Regions from separate parts of the Zea mays genome. Here all the other regions are linked to region 1. Evidence: chromatin contacts called from public Hi-C data. All regions are on one chromosome and are shown on one strand. The core of a region is the stretch at or near the end of the contact, and the rest is flanking DNA. Distances in the headings are between cores, read along the strand shown. Region 1 holds the start of LOC103632715 (probable xyloglucan endotransglucosylase/hydrolase protein 28). Region 2 holds the start of LOC100501482. Region 3 holds the start of LOC103632716 (vacuolar iron transporter 1.2-like).

The links. Hi-C and Micro-C count contacts between places; a contact is called where the count stands out from the background.
Region 2: a Hi-C map of endosperm shows a contact between it and region 1, with 4 times the contacts expected there. The contact joins the promoter of LOC100501482 here to the promoter of LOC103632715 in region 1. A contact is called at or near these places in 3 of 25 Hi-C or Micro-C datasets (bundle sheath, endosperm and leaf mesophyll).
Region 3: a contact with region 1 is called in a Hi-C map of endosperm, with 3 times the contacts expected there. The contact joins the promoter of LOC103632716 here to the promoter of LOC103632715 in region 1. A contact is called at or near these places in 3 of 25 Hi-C or Micro-C datasets (bundle sheath, ear and endosperm).

What each region holds. Positions count from the first base shown.
Region 1 is chr7:112,407,745-112,411,836 of Zm-B73-REFERENCE-NAM-5.0, reverse strand. LOC103632715 (probable xyloglucan endotransglucosylase/hydrolase protein 28) reads left to right here and starts at 1,834. Exons shown (of 4, transcript XM_008654459.3): 1 at 1,834-2,228; 2 at 2,452-2,552; 3 at 2,650-2,858; 4 at 3,293-4,092. The coding sequence starts at 2,006. The coding sequence ends at 3,788.
Region 2 is chr7:112,625,246-112,629,337 of Zm-B73-REFERENCE-NAM-5.0, reverse strand. LOC100501482 reads right to left here and starts at 2,095. Exons shown (of 3, transcript NM_001366928.1): 1 at 1-2,095. The coding sequence starts at 1,351.
Region 3 is chr7:112,562,899-112,566,990 of Zm-B73-REFERENCE-NAM-5.0, reverse strand. LOC103632716 (vacuolar iron transporter 1.2-like) reads right to left here and starts at 2,392. Exons shown (of 3, transcript NM_001319724.1): 1 at 1,980-2,392; 2 at 1,059-1,144; 3 at 290-934. The coding sequence starts at 2,233. The coding sequence ends at 519.

The DNA.
Region 1 (4,092 bases), core at 585-3,084:
GGCTAAAATTCACCGGACTGTCCGGTGAGCCAACGGTCGGCCGGGCCAACGGTCGGCCGCGCGATCTGCGCGGGACACGTGGCCGAGCCAACGGTCGGAAGGGGGCACCAGACGTGTCCGGTGCGCCAACGGCTCCCGCATCTGCAACGGTCAACTGCGCTGTTTAAGGAAGGAAATCGGGCACCGGACAGTGTCCGGTGTGCACCGGACTGTCCGGTGCGCCCGATGACAGAAGGCAAAGATGGCCTTCCAGATTTGTTCTCAACGGCTCCTAGCTGCCTTGGGTCTATAAAAGGGACCCCTAGGCGCATGGAGGGAGACACCAAGCAACCTTAGAGCATTCTTGATCATCCACACTCAGTCTTTGCGCATCCGTTTGTTATTCTAAGTGATTCGAGCTCCGTTCTTGTGAGAACTTTGAGATAGTCTTTGAGCTCGATTCTTGGCCGTGTGTGTGCGCATTTCGCTGTGGATTTGTGTGTGTTGCTTCCCTCCCTTACTCCGTGCTTCTTTGTGAACTTTAAGTGTAAGGGCGAGAGACTCCAATTTGTGGAGATTCCTCACGAGTGGGATAAAGATAAGCAAGGCAAAACACCGTGGTATTCAAGTGGGTCTTTGGACCGCTTGAGAGGGGTTGATTGCAACCCTCGTCCGTTGGGACGCCACAACGTGGAGTAGGCAAGTTTTGTACTTGGCCGAACCACGGGATAAATCACTGTGTCTTCTCTGTGTTGAATTCTTTGTGATTGTCATATTGTGTAAGATCTCCTCTTTAGCCACTTGGCAATTATTGTGCTAACCCTTAACAAGTTTTTGTGGCTATAAGTTTAAGTTTTACAGGATCACCTATTCACCCCCCCTCTAGGTACTCTCAACAGGTACCTTCGGATTTGAATCAGAACAACAGTGGGAGAAACACGAACAATACGAAGATTGATGCAGCGCCGAAACTACGCGCAAGGGAGCTTCAGCATGACAGCAGGAAAGAAAACCGACTTAAAGGAGAAAAGGCTATTTAGACCCCGATGAGTTACCTTATAGTCATTAGCAAATGTAAAGGGCATGAATGTAATTTCACATGGGCTGCGTCTCATGCCTATAAATAGATGAACAGTACCCCGTACTGTTCACGCTGACTTGGTATTTGCTTTTGCATCACGCTTGTTCCTTTGCTGTCTATCAAATCGAAGGTACCAAATGTAATTCAATATTGTTTTTATGTTCTTATGATAATATAATGGAGATAAATTTATAATGCTATATGATTGTTTATGTTATCTTTTGTATTTTACACGCTTCTTCTATTACCATCTTACCTTCGATATTCGAAGGTATGTCCTTCATGATCTTTGTCTGAAGATCATTATATCCTAAGGAAAATAATGTTTCGAAAGACGAGGGCGTTAATATTTAACATTTTATGTTGACTTGTTCTTTATTCATAACATTTAAAAACAAGTCACCAACAGTATTATAAGGAGTGTACAGATTTCTTATATAGAGATGTGAGACCTTAAAAGTAAAACAGATATTTGCGCACGTAACCTAACTGGTTACTTCACTCAAGTCGGGGCGTCGTGCGTCCAGATAGGTAACGTCCAGTAAAAAAAAACTCAGAGAGCCGAGCGCTCCTTGGCCCTTGGATTGGATTGCGTACGTCAGGCTGTTGTTGTAGTAGTCAGCACAGGCCGGGCCCCAGGAATCCAGGAGGCGTTGGCCCCGCAGTCCTCCGTGGTGGGGCGACCACGTCAGCTGGGCCTTCGAATTCCGAAATGAAACAGCGGCACAGCGCTCGCCAGGCGCACGGCCCGAGGAGGAAAAGGCAGGCAGCCTCACGGGAAAGCGCTGATGCGAGGCAGAGGTCCGTCCGTCGCAATAGGGCTCGCAATAAAACCGCTCCCCACTGTCTCCGGCCGCACCGGGCTGAGGAGGCCATCGGACGCACAAGGACAGCAAGCAGAGTGCAGGGCCGGAGCGAGCGACCGAGAGTGTGTGTGAGAGAGAGATGGCGTCCAGCGCCTCGTGTACCCTGCTGCTGCCAACGCTCTCGCTCGCGGTGATCCTGCTCGCGCTGTGCGCCCGCGGCGGCGAGGCCAGGCCGCCGCCGCCGCTCCACGGCGTGCGCCCGCTCGCCTTCGACGAGGGGTACACCCAGATCTTCGGCAGCGCCAACCTCGCGCTCCTCCGCGACGGTAGGCGCGTCCGCCTCACGCTCGACGAGTCCACCGGTGAGCTGCCCTGCTGCCCCCTTCAGTTTCTCCTCCCTTCCGTGATTTCTGGCCGAGCCGGGGGGGGGGGGGGGGGGGGGGGCGCATTGCACTTCTTTTTTCTTTTCTTTTGCCGGATCGGTCCCCAGCTGGCACTGCAGCAGCGGCAGCGGAGGGGCGCCGTTGCGATTTTTCGCTAACGCCTGGGTGTTGTTTGCGAAACCTCACGCCTTCCTCCGCCCAGGAGCCGGGTTCGCGTCGCAGGACGTCTTCCTCCACGGCTTCTTCAGCGCCGCCATCAAGCTGCCCGCCGACTACGCGGCGGGCGTCGTCGTCGCGTTCTACGTGAGTCGGTCGTGAGCCAAACTTGTCCGCCATGTTGTGCTGAAAGAGAAGGCGTTTCACTCATTTTTGTCCCCGCTCGCCAACGATGCAAATGCAGCTGTCGAACGGCGACGTGTACGAGAAGACGCACGACGAGCTGGACTTCGAGTTCCTGGGCAACGTGCGCGGCCGCGAGTGGCGGGTGCAGACCAACGTGTACGGCAACGGCAGCACCGACGCCGGCCGGGAGGAGCGCTACGACCTCCCCTTCGACCCCACCGACGACTTCCACCACTACTCCATCCTCTGGACCAGCGACCGCATCATGTGAGTTTTTCTTCTTGCCTGCGTCACTCGCCGTCGCCCGTGCAGTTTTCCTCTTCCGTGTCTCATCTTATGCTCGGCGCGCTTCGTGGAAGGGCTTAGCAGAAACAGGAAACGTCTCTCTTTCTTTCTCCGTGTCTCTCTGCCCGTGCTCAAAGTCCTCGGGAGTCGCCGTCCTTTTGGTTGCCTCTTTTGCTGCTGCTGGCGTCGCCACCTCTGCCCCAGTGCCCCCGGCTAATTTGGGGGGCCTTTCCGAGATCTTTGCGCCCGTTTAAATGCGCAACTCTTGGACTCACTCACTGTCCAAAAGGAGAAGCTAAAAGATTTTCTTGTCATAAAAAGGGAGGGTGATGGAATCCAATGGAAATGTCAGAAGTACTAACGTTCTTGCATTCAAATTTAAGTATTGTTTCCTGGTGCTCGTGTCCAATTGGCAGTTTCTACGTCGACGAGACCCCGATCCGGGAGGTGGTGCGGACGGCGGCCATGGGCGCGGCGTTCCCGTCCAAGCCCATGTCCCTGTACGCCACGATCTGGGACGGCTCCGCGTGGGCCACGCTGGGCGGCCGGTACCGCGTCAACTACAAGTACGCGCCGTTCGTGGCCGAGTTCGCCGACCTCGCCATCCAGGGCTGCGCCGTCGACCCCGCCGCCGACCACGCCGTGGCGTCGTGCGGCGCGGGCCTGGGCCTGGCCCCGCTCGCCGTGTCCGCGGAGCAGCGCTCGGCCATGGCGGCGTTCCGGCGCGCCCACACCTCCTACTCCTACTGCCACGACCGGCGGCGGTACCCCGTCGCGCTGTCGGAGTGCGGGGCCGGCGCGGGGCTCCTCCCCGGCCGCATGTTTGGCCCCGACGGGATGAAGCAGCACCGGCGCCACCGGGGCGCGGCGCGCGGCCACCGCGGCGGCGCCCAGGACGACGACGTCATGTGATCGCCGGTCCCTGGCCCCTCGCCACGTCGCGGCGGCGGGGCGGGGATGGTTGCACGCTGTGGATTGGATTGGATTGGATTGGATTGGATTGGGGGGTTGGGCGGGGATTGTCCGGGATGGAAAAGCTCGCCTCATTGTACTATTCGCGCCATGGAAGTAGGTCGTGTTTATTGCCTGTGGTGGGACCCATGTCCGTGCCAACGCCAATTGCCAGCCGCGTAGCCGTTGATGAAGAAAAAGCCATTCGCTGGCCGCTCTTTACCTTGTAGCGTTAAAGGGTAAAAAAACGCTGTCTCGTGACGCC
Region 2 (4,092 bases), core at 846-3,345, 220 kb before region 1:
CAGTGACCAAACAGCACTCCGCGACGACATAGTAAGCCATCCTCTCATAGAACTGCAGAGGCTGGTCGATCAGTATCACCGGCTGGTAACCTGGCTGCCCGAACGCGTCGTTGATGCGCCTCACCATTGCATCGCTCTCTTCCTGTACCTCCCTCACATCCTTTCCCCGCCCCCTTGCTGGATTGGCGATCTGAACAAGCACCACCCTTCCCCGCCACTCCGGATGCTGCATTAGGAGCTGCTCAAACGCCAAAAGCTTCAAGCTAATTCCTTTGAAGATATCCATGTCATCAACACCAAGCAACAGCAGACGGTTCCGATGACAGAACTGTTTCAGAAGCTCGGCCACCTTGACCCCAAGCTCCGGGAGGTTGAGGACTGACCGTAGCTGCTCCAAGTGTACTCCCACAGGCAAGATCTTGATAGTAACTGTCCGGCCATAGTACTCCAGAGCAATGTAGCCCCTCTGCGACTCATACTTGAGCCCGAGCATCCTGCTGCAGCACGACAAGAAGTGTCTGGCATAATCAAAAGTGTGGAAGCCAATCAGATCGGCGTTCAGCAGCGACCGGAGCAGCTCCTCACGCACAGGCAGGGTCTTGTAGATCTCCGACGACGGGAAGGGGCTATGGAGGAAGAACCCGAGCTTGACCCGGTTGAAGCGCTTCCGCAGGAATGTGGGGAGCACCATGAGATGGTAATCGTGCACCCAGACGAAGTCTTCGTCGGGGCTGATCACCTCCAGGATCTTGTCGGCGAAGATCTTGTTGACCGACACGTAGGCCTGCCAGAGGAGGCGGTCGAAGCGGCCGCCTAGCTCCGGCGACAGTGGCAGCATGTAATGGAACAGTGGCCAGAGCTGCTGCTTGCAGAAGCCGTGGTAGAAGCGGGAGCGGAGGTCGGCGGGCAGGAAGGTGGGAACGCAGCGGAAGCCCTCGAGGAGGTCGTGCGCGACCTGGTCGTGCTCGGCTGGGGGCACGTCGTCGCGGAGGCCGCCGACGTAGACGAACTCCACGTCCGCGCGGCCGTGGTGCGCGCGGAGGCTGTCCTTGACCTGCAGGAGGAGGCTGTCCTGGTCCCACGCGAAGTCCCACCCGCCGCCGCCGGCGCCGGCGGCGGCGCGGCGGGAGGCGCGGACGGGGAGCTGGTTGGCGACGATGATGACGCGCTCCCGCGGCGCGTGGGAGGACTGGTCGGCGGCGGAGGCGGCGTCGGAGACGTCGAGGTCCGGCACAATGCCGGAGGCCGTCACGACGCGCGGTATCCGGCGGCGCCCCAGCGACGGCAGCGGCTCGCCGCCGCTGCCGCCGGCGGCGAGCTCCAGGAGGTTCGAGTAGGATCTGGACACCATGCCCGCACGGGCGACGTCACAGCGAGCTGCCTGCCGCTGAACCTCCAAACAAGGATTCGATCTTTCACCGCTCGCCCTCCAAACCAAGATCCGGCGAACAGTACTCTGGAGAGGGTCTCAAGAAAAAGCTTCGCAGGCAGCTTAAGAATGAACGGCCGGCGGAGATGGAAGAGGATCTGCTGTCCACCAGTCTCCGGCGGCGAAGAGATAAATCTCGGCAAGGGAATCGAATCCGCAGAGCAACTAGTAACAATCAGAAAACCGAAAAGGCTGCCCTCCCTCCCTCCCTCCCTTTCCGGAAAAAAAAACCCACAAGCAGCTTTCGGCCGAAATCAATCCGGACGACCGAGCAACGACGTCTCAGGTGCTCCAGCTGGGACGGCCACTACCACTACCACACCTCGACAGACCGGCGGCAGGGGGGAGACAGAGTCTCGCGCGCTCGCCGACGACGACGACCCGGTCCTGGACCGGCATTTGGCCACCTCCGCCTCGCCCTCGCTCTGCAACGCACGGCAGCGCCAGGCAGCCGCTGCCGCAGCCGCAGCCGGCAGGATGGGTAGGAACCGGCTGGATGGAGAAGAAAGGATTTGGCGGGGCAGGGAAAGCAAACCCCGTTTCCAGGAAGGAGGAGGGATTCGAGCGAGGCGTGGGCTGGCAGCGCCGCTCGCTGGATATAGGAGGCGGCGCGGAACGGAAGCGATTCTTGGCCTCGGGTCGCGTGCAGGGGGCGTGGTGGACTGGTGGTGGTGGCTCTTGAGCGATCGCAAGAGACGCTGAGATGTGTTTGTTTAAGTAGCAAGCAGCAGGAGCAGCAGCCGAGAGAACGAGTTGCGATAAGCTTTAGCGTTTTATTTTATTTTAGTTTAGTAGCAGAGACGCCGATCCGGAGCCGAGCAGCCGAGCCGAGTGGCCTCGCGATGGAGACGCGCCGAATAAAATACTAGTAATACAACTCGGGCGATTTGCTGGAAACAACCCTGTGTTCTTGTTGTTTATCGCTTGGGTGGCCGCTTGCCCTCTGCCTGCCGTCCTGTCCTGCTGCCCACGCCCACCCACCCGCCCAGCAGCTGTTCGGATCACGATTATGGTATGCTGCTGCCTCGAACGAAAGCGTTATCCTGTTTGCTGGTTTTTAGATAGCGAGCACACGTTTTGGTCGCTCAAAGAGCGTGTTGGGGGAGGTGGGGATTTGTTCCTCCGGACTCTCTACCAAGGCAAGCAGGAACGGGACGGAAGCGTTCCTTGCGAAACCTGGAGTCTTATCTGTCGCCCGCCTGCTCCGTCTCCAATTTATTTATTTATTTATTTATTTATTTCCGTTCGTAGCTGCACGCCTGCACATACATGCGATCTTTTGACTTCAATTGTTTTTCCAAGAAAGGACTGGATAATGACGCGTTGTTTTTTCTCCTGCCAGCCAGCAACTCTTAAGCCCGTCCGCCGCCGCCCCATCCGCGCACTGCTAAAAACTGGACAAGGAATCAATCGCTCCTAAACAAATCCTGTGCCTGCAGCGCAGGAGTTTTTATTTTTTTATTTTTTTATTTTTTTTGCCCCCCGATCCGCCTCGATCGGCATGTGAATAACAGGAGGCCGAGGGACCACCGTGAAAAAAAAAGTTGGGTTGTTCACACGCAGAGACAGCGCAGTACAGGGGGAGCTAGCTGGAAGCGTGAGTTCCCACGATCTGCATCTGCCTGCCAGTGCCAAGGCGAGCGAAAAAGGGGACCACGCCGCGCTGAGCCCTATCCACTTCCGGACCCTCTCGCGCCGTCCGATCCCCATCGGGCGGCCGGGGCAGCCCGCGTGGGAAAATATCCGCCCGCGTCGGCCGTGTGAGATCGCCGCTCCCGCGCACGTGCGGCCGCCTACGTGTCGCCCGGGAAGGGCGCCGCGGCACGTGCCGCGGCCCAGCTGTCGCTCCCCCCGGGCAGGAAGAAAGAGAGGGTTTTTTTTCTTCCCTGTGGCAGGGGCCCGTCGGGAGCTTGGGTTTAGCCGGCCTGGACGGCTAAGACCAACTCCAGCAACACTCCGCATCCGTATTATACATGCTCTGAGTCACTATTTCGCTCTCCAGCAGGCTTCGCATCTGTTTCCGCAAAACAGACGCCGTGTACCTGCACTCCCCTTTTCCACGGTTTCTCTCTCCTCTCCCCAGAAGACTGCATGCGCCACCTCCTGCTCGCGGGCCCCAGCTGTCATAGACTGCATGCGGAGTGCAAATACGGAGTCTGCTGGAAACGGGGACGGATACGGAGAGGAGAGAGAAACTGTTGGCCGTGCTAAATAGGGATACGGAGAGAGAGTCTGCTGGAGTTGGTCTAAGGATATCCACAACCGTTACCTCTAAATTTTTTCATCTATGTTTCTCCTTATTTTTTATCTCCGGCAGCGGTTCCCTCTAAATACTCTCTATACCTCACTACAACTATAAAATATCATTTTCTATATAACTATCAATTTTTTATCTACTAACAATTACTCGTGGACTCACAGCACAGTGTTTAGGGTGATGAACAGTGGCACGCTAGATTTGGGGGAGAAAGAAGGAAGTCGACACGTAGGGGGCACCGCTGCGACCGTGGGATACCCCTACAGCCGGCATGCAAGGGGATGGCTAGCGTTTACTGCTGCGCACAGCCTAAGACCAACTCCAGCAGTGTGCGACTCCGTATCCCTAAAACGCGCGGCCGACACATTCTCTCTCCTCTCCGTATCCGGCTCCGTTTCCAGCAACA
Region 3 (4,092 bases), core at 1,143-3,642, 150 kb before region 1:
ACTCGGCGTTGCCTCTCGGTGAACTTGAGAAGACAGAATCAGATGTCCTATTACATTATCTTATTATCAGCAGATTTGCGGGGAAGTTTTTTCTTTCGAGAAGGATTTACAGGGCAGTTAGGAACACGCTTCTAGAAATCCTTGCTAGGTGTACTACTAGGTAGTAGTAGTAGTTGAGGAGAAAATAGAGGCAAAGCCCAAAGCGGAACCCAGTTTGGGCCTCCGGTTGCCGAATTACACAGCCCAACATCAGTCATTTAATTTACCAGTAGATAGATAAAAACAAATGGATCCAAAGCCCAGCGGGTCACAGTTTGGAATCGACTTGACCTAAATAATAATCCACATCTGACAATAGTACACCACGCAGCCATCAAACAAAGAAGCAGTGACCGTAGCCACGTATGCATATAGAGCTGCACTTATTTTCCCTCGCCAACCTAGCCGGCCGGTGATGATTGATATGGGGCATGCGGCGACCGGCCTGCTTCACTATTTTTGCTGCATCACACCAGTCTTCATATGGACTGCACGGCCCTGGCCATGGCGAAGGCGGCGGCGGAGGCGAGCGCGCCGACGACGGTGGTCTGGACGGCGCTGAAGAAGGGGCGGTCGCCCGTGAAGCGGCCCTTGACGAAGCCGAAGAAGAGCAGCGCCGCGAGCGTCACGGCGACGGACACGGCCATGGCGCGCGCGGCCTCCGGCACGAACATGTAGGGGAGCAGCGGCACCAGCCCGCCCGCGACGTAGGACAGCGCGATGGTGGCGGCGCTCACCAGCGCGCGCCGGGGCTCAGGCCTCTCCAGCCCGAGCTCGAACTTCATCATGAACTCCAGCCACGCCTTGGGGTTGTTGCGGAGGGAGGTCACCACGGGGCCGTACTCCTCCGGGCCCAGCCCGTACTGCGACAGGATGTCGGCGATCTCGGCGGCCTCTGCATTATTTGCATGCGAAATGTACAGGACGGACGAGGCGATGGTCAGACGACCTTACTACATATGCATTAGCCGTCTGAAGAGAAGAAGGTGAGCTCGTCGCGGGCGGTTGCGTTTGCTTACCGACGTCGGGGACGGTGTCGATCTCGTCCTGCTCGCGCTGCAGCTCCCGGTTGTAGTGGTCAGCCTCGCTCTTCGCCGCCAGGTACCTGAACGCACGCACAGCACAGCAACTGAAGAGGTTAGTTTTGGTGGGTGGGTAGCTGGGCTCAAACGTCATTTATTTGGGTCAGATTCGTGCGGGCCGAATTGCGTGAGTGCAGGCCCACAAGCTGTTGGAAACACAAACAAACAAATGAATAAAATAGCAGTTCGCAATTTTGGATCGCAATTTTTCTGAATTCTTGTCTCTTTCCTGACCAGTGACCAGAGTGCTGCACTGCAGAGAGCAGTAATTGCATCTGTGGATTTTTTTTCTTCCTGTGGAAGAAATATGACGCTAGTTTGCCTTATAGAACTTATGCTTCTGGAAGAGAAGTATTGTATTTACAAACGTCTAGCTATGTTTAGTCATGTTTGTACTGAGTCGTCATATATACATTTCGATACCAAAAACACACACTTTCAGACGTGTCCGGAGGCCCAAAAGTACTTCAAATTTCAGAGAGTGTGTTATGCATGTAACGAGTATCCATCGGAAAATGTTTCCGAGCATGAGAAACGCCCTTTTATAAATTAATTAACTGGCGATCAGGAGTTTTAATTAGCAACTGATTACGTTTGCATAAACGCGCTGTAATGCGCAGAAGAATACGAAACTGAAACCAACAGCTGCATGCACGATCTGTAACGTTGGGAAGAAACAAGGGCATGTGAAGCCAAGATGAGCTCAGCACCAGCCATCAGTTATGCTAATACGCATGTCGGGTTGCTGACCGCACCGCGGCACCAGTGAACTGAAGAAGCAAATCGAGAGAGAGAGAGATGCGGTCTCGGATGGAGCATGCATGCGCGGAAGAGAATGGGGATCCATGCGAAGCTTACCCTCCGAGCCCCATGGAGATGGCGCCGGCGGCGACCTCGGCGAGCCCCGCGGTGAGCACGAGCGCGGAGGAGGCGTTGGCGCCGGACAGCCCCGCGGCGAGCGCGAAGGGCACGGTGAGGCCGTCGGAGACGCCGATGATGATGTCCCGGACCACCTCGCCCGCTGTGAAGTGCTTCTCGGTGTGCTTCTCCAGCAGAAGCTGCTGCTTCTCCTCGTCCTGCACCAACGTCGTCTTGCCGCCGTTCAGCGCCATCTCTTCTCGCACGCTCAAGACTCAAGAGGGGGAGGGGGAAAAAAGATCGCGCGCTATTAGCTAAGCGTTCGTTTGATTAGTCTTGGAGTGATTAATCAGCCTGTGGGCTGTGGTGTTTGTGCTAAGATCTTGCTGCTAGCTGCGAGGTTTTCTGTTGGTGAGGCGAACGCTGAGCTGGGAGGGGCATTTATAGGGGTTAGCTAGCTCGGGCGGAAATGACCAACTTGGACATGGGGTGGTAGTCGATGTTGCTTTTGTGGTTTTGGAGTGGGTGGCTGTGGCTTCACAAAGATTCAAACCAGTGTGAATGTCTGGTTTCTCTTTCGCACCTGACTTCATATTTTTTAGAATTTTTTTTATAAAAACATGTTTCAGATCCCTAAAAAATCCATTCTAGATGTCATTTTAATTTTGACATTCCGCCTTAAAATAAGTTTAGTGCAGGGACCAAGCTTCTACTCATTTTTTTCTTCACAACAAAAAGAATCCAAAAAGTTTAGTGTAGGGACCAAACTTCTACAAAAAAACATATCATGTTTTCTCAACCGATTCCACCTGTTTTCACTGAGTCACTAACGAAAGCTTAAGAATGACCACACCAGTTTTTAGACACCAATGATTTGAGAGATTTTTGCCATGTTTGTTTCAGCTTCTCGCCACCAAAAACTGTTGCGGACTAACAAACGCTCAGCTTTTCAGGCGACTTCTATAAAAATTAATTTGGTAAAAATAATCACTCTGAATGGTGAATCGTCGGGATACGATGAATTATACTGGTTTAGGCTTACGCCCTAGTCCAGTGTAGTGTTGATCGTAGTATTGGCTGGACAGTGTCACAAATTGTGCATGTGTATGAAGAAAGAGGGGCGTCCCTTTTATAGTTCAAGGGAACTTTACATAGGTGGTATGTTTTCCTCTAGAGAGAGAGGTCTGCTTCCTTGGGTACTGAAGCGTATCCTCGGGGTCCGTAGGGTCGAGTGTGGGTAGCTGTACTTCCGGCGTGGCGCACTGCGTCATCTGTCCGGTATGTAGGTCCCTGTAGCGAGTTTGATGGTGTCGTAGTGGCATGATGTGTTGCCCCGTCTTTCCTGGTGCGTGGATCACTATAGTGACTCCGGTGCTGAAGTCCCCCATGACCGAGGTTGACTGGCCCCACAAGGCAGACATGATGTGCTAGGGATCGTACATAGGGTTGAAAACGGACGAGTAAAATCCCGTCCTGGCCCATACCGTTTTCTACATTTGACCCGACCATTTTCGCATTTATGGAAAAATATGGAAACAGGACGGAAACAGTAGAGGGTTTATTCTATCCGTTTTTGCATGATCCTATTTTTATTTGCATTGAACCCGTATTTATTTCTTATTTGATAAATATGGGACAAGCCTAATATACATTAGTATATAAACTAAAGCCTCGTGTCTTTAGGTGACAAATTATAGCACAAGTGGTCATTGTAACCATCGGCTCTTTTCAATGACAAGTGGTCTAAAATCTTAAACAACACCGGATGTAGCTAAATGTACACCATTAGCAACCGAACAACAATAGAATGTTGCCTCTCTGTATCTATTTGTTTGATGTTATTGTACTGCCAATCAATCACTAGTCAAACATCAATATCATTTCTGTTTACATTAAATTATGAGTTTTCATGTAACACCTCGTCCAATCCCTGGACCGATGGTACTTACTCCTGGCAGCTCTTTAGGGTCATATATCGTCCCCACAGACCAACACGAGTCTTTTGTGTGCATTTTGTCCTCACTCATGCGCACCAGAGAAAACTTTCCGGTCGGTCACCCATCCCAAATTGCTCCAAGCCAAGCACGCTTAGCTTGGAGGTTTTTTCGAGATA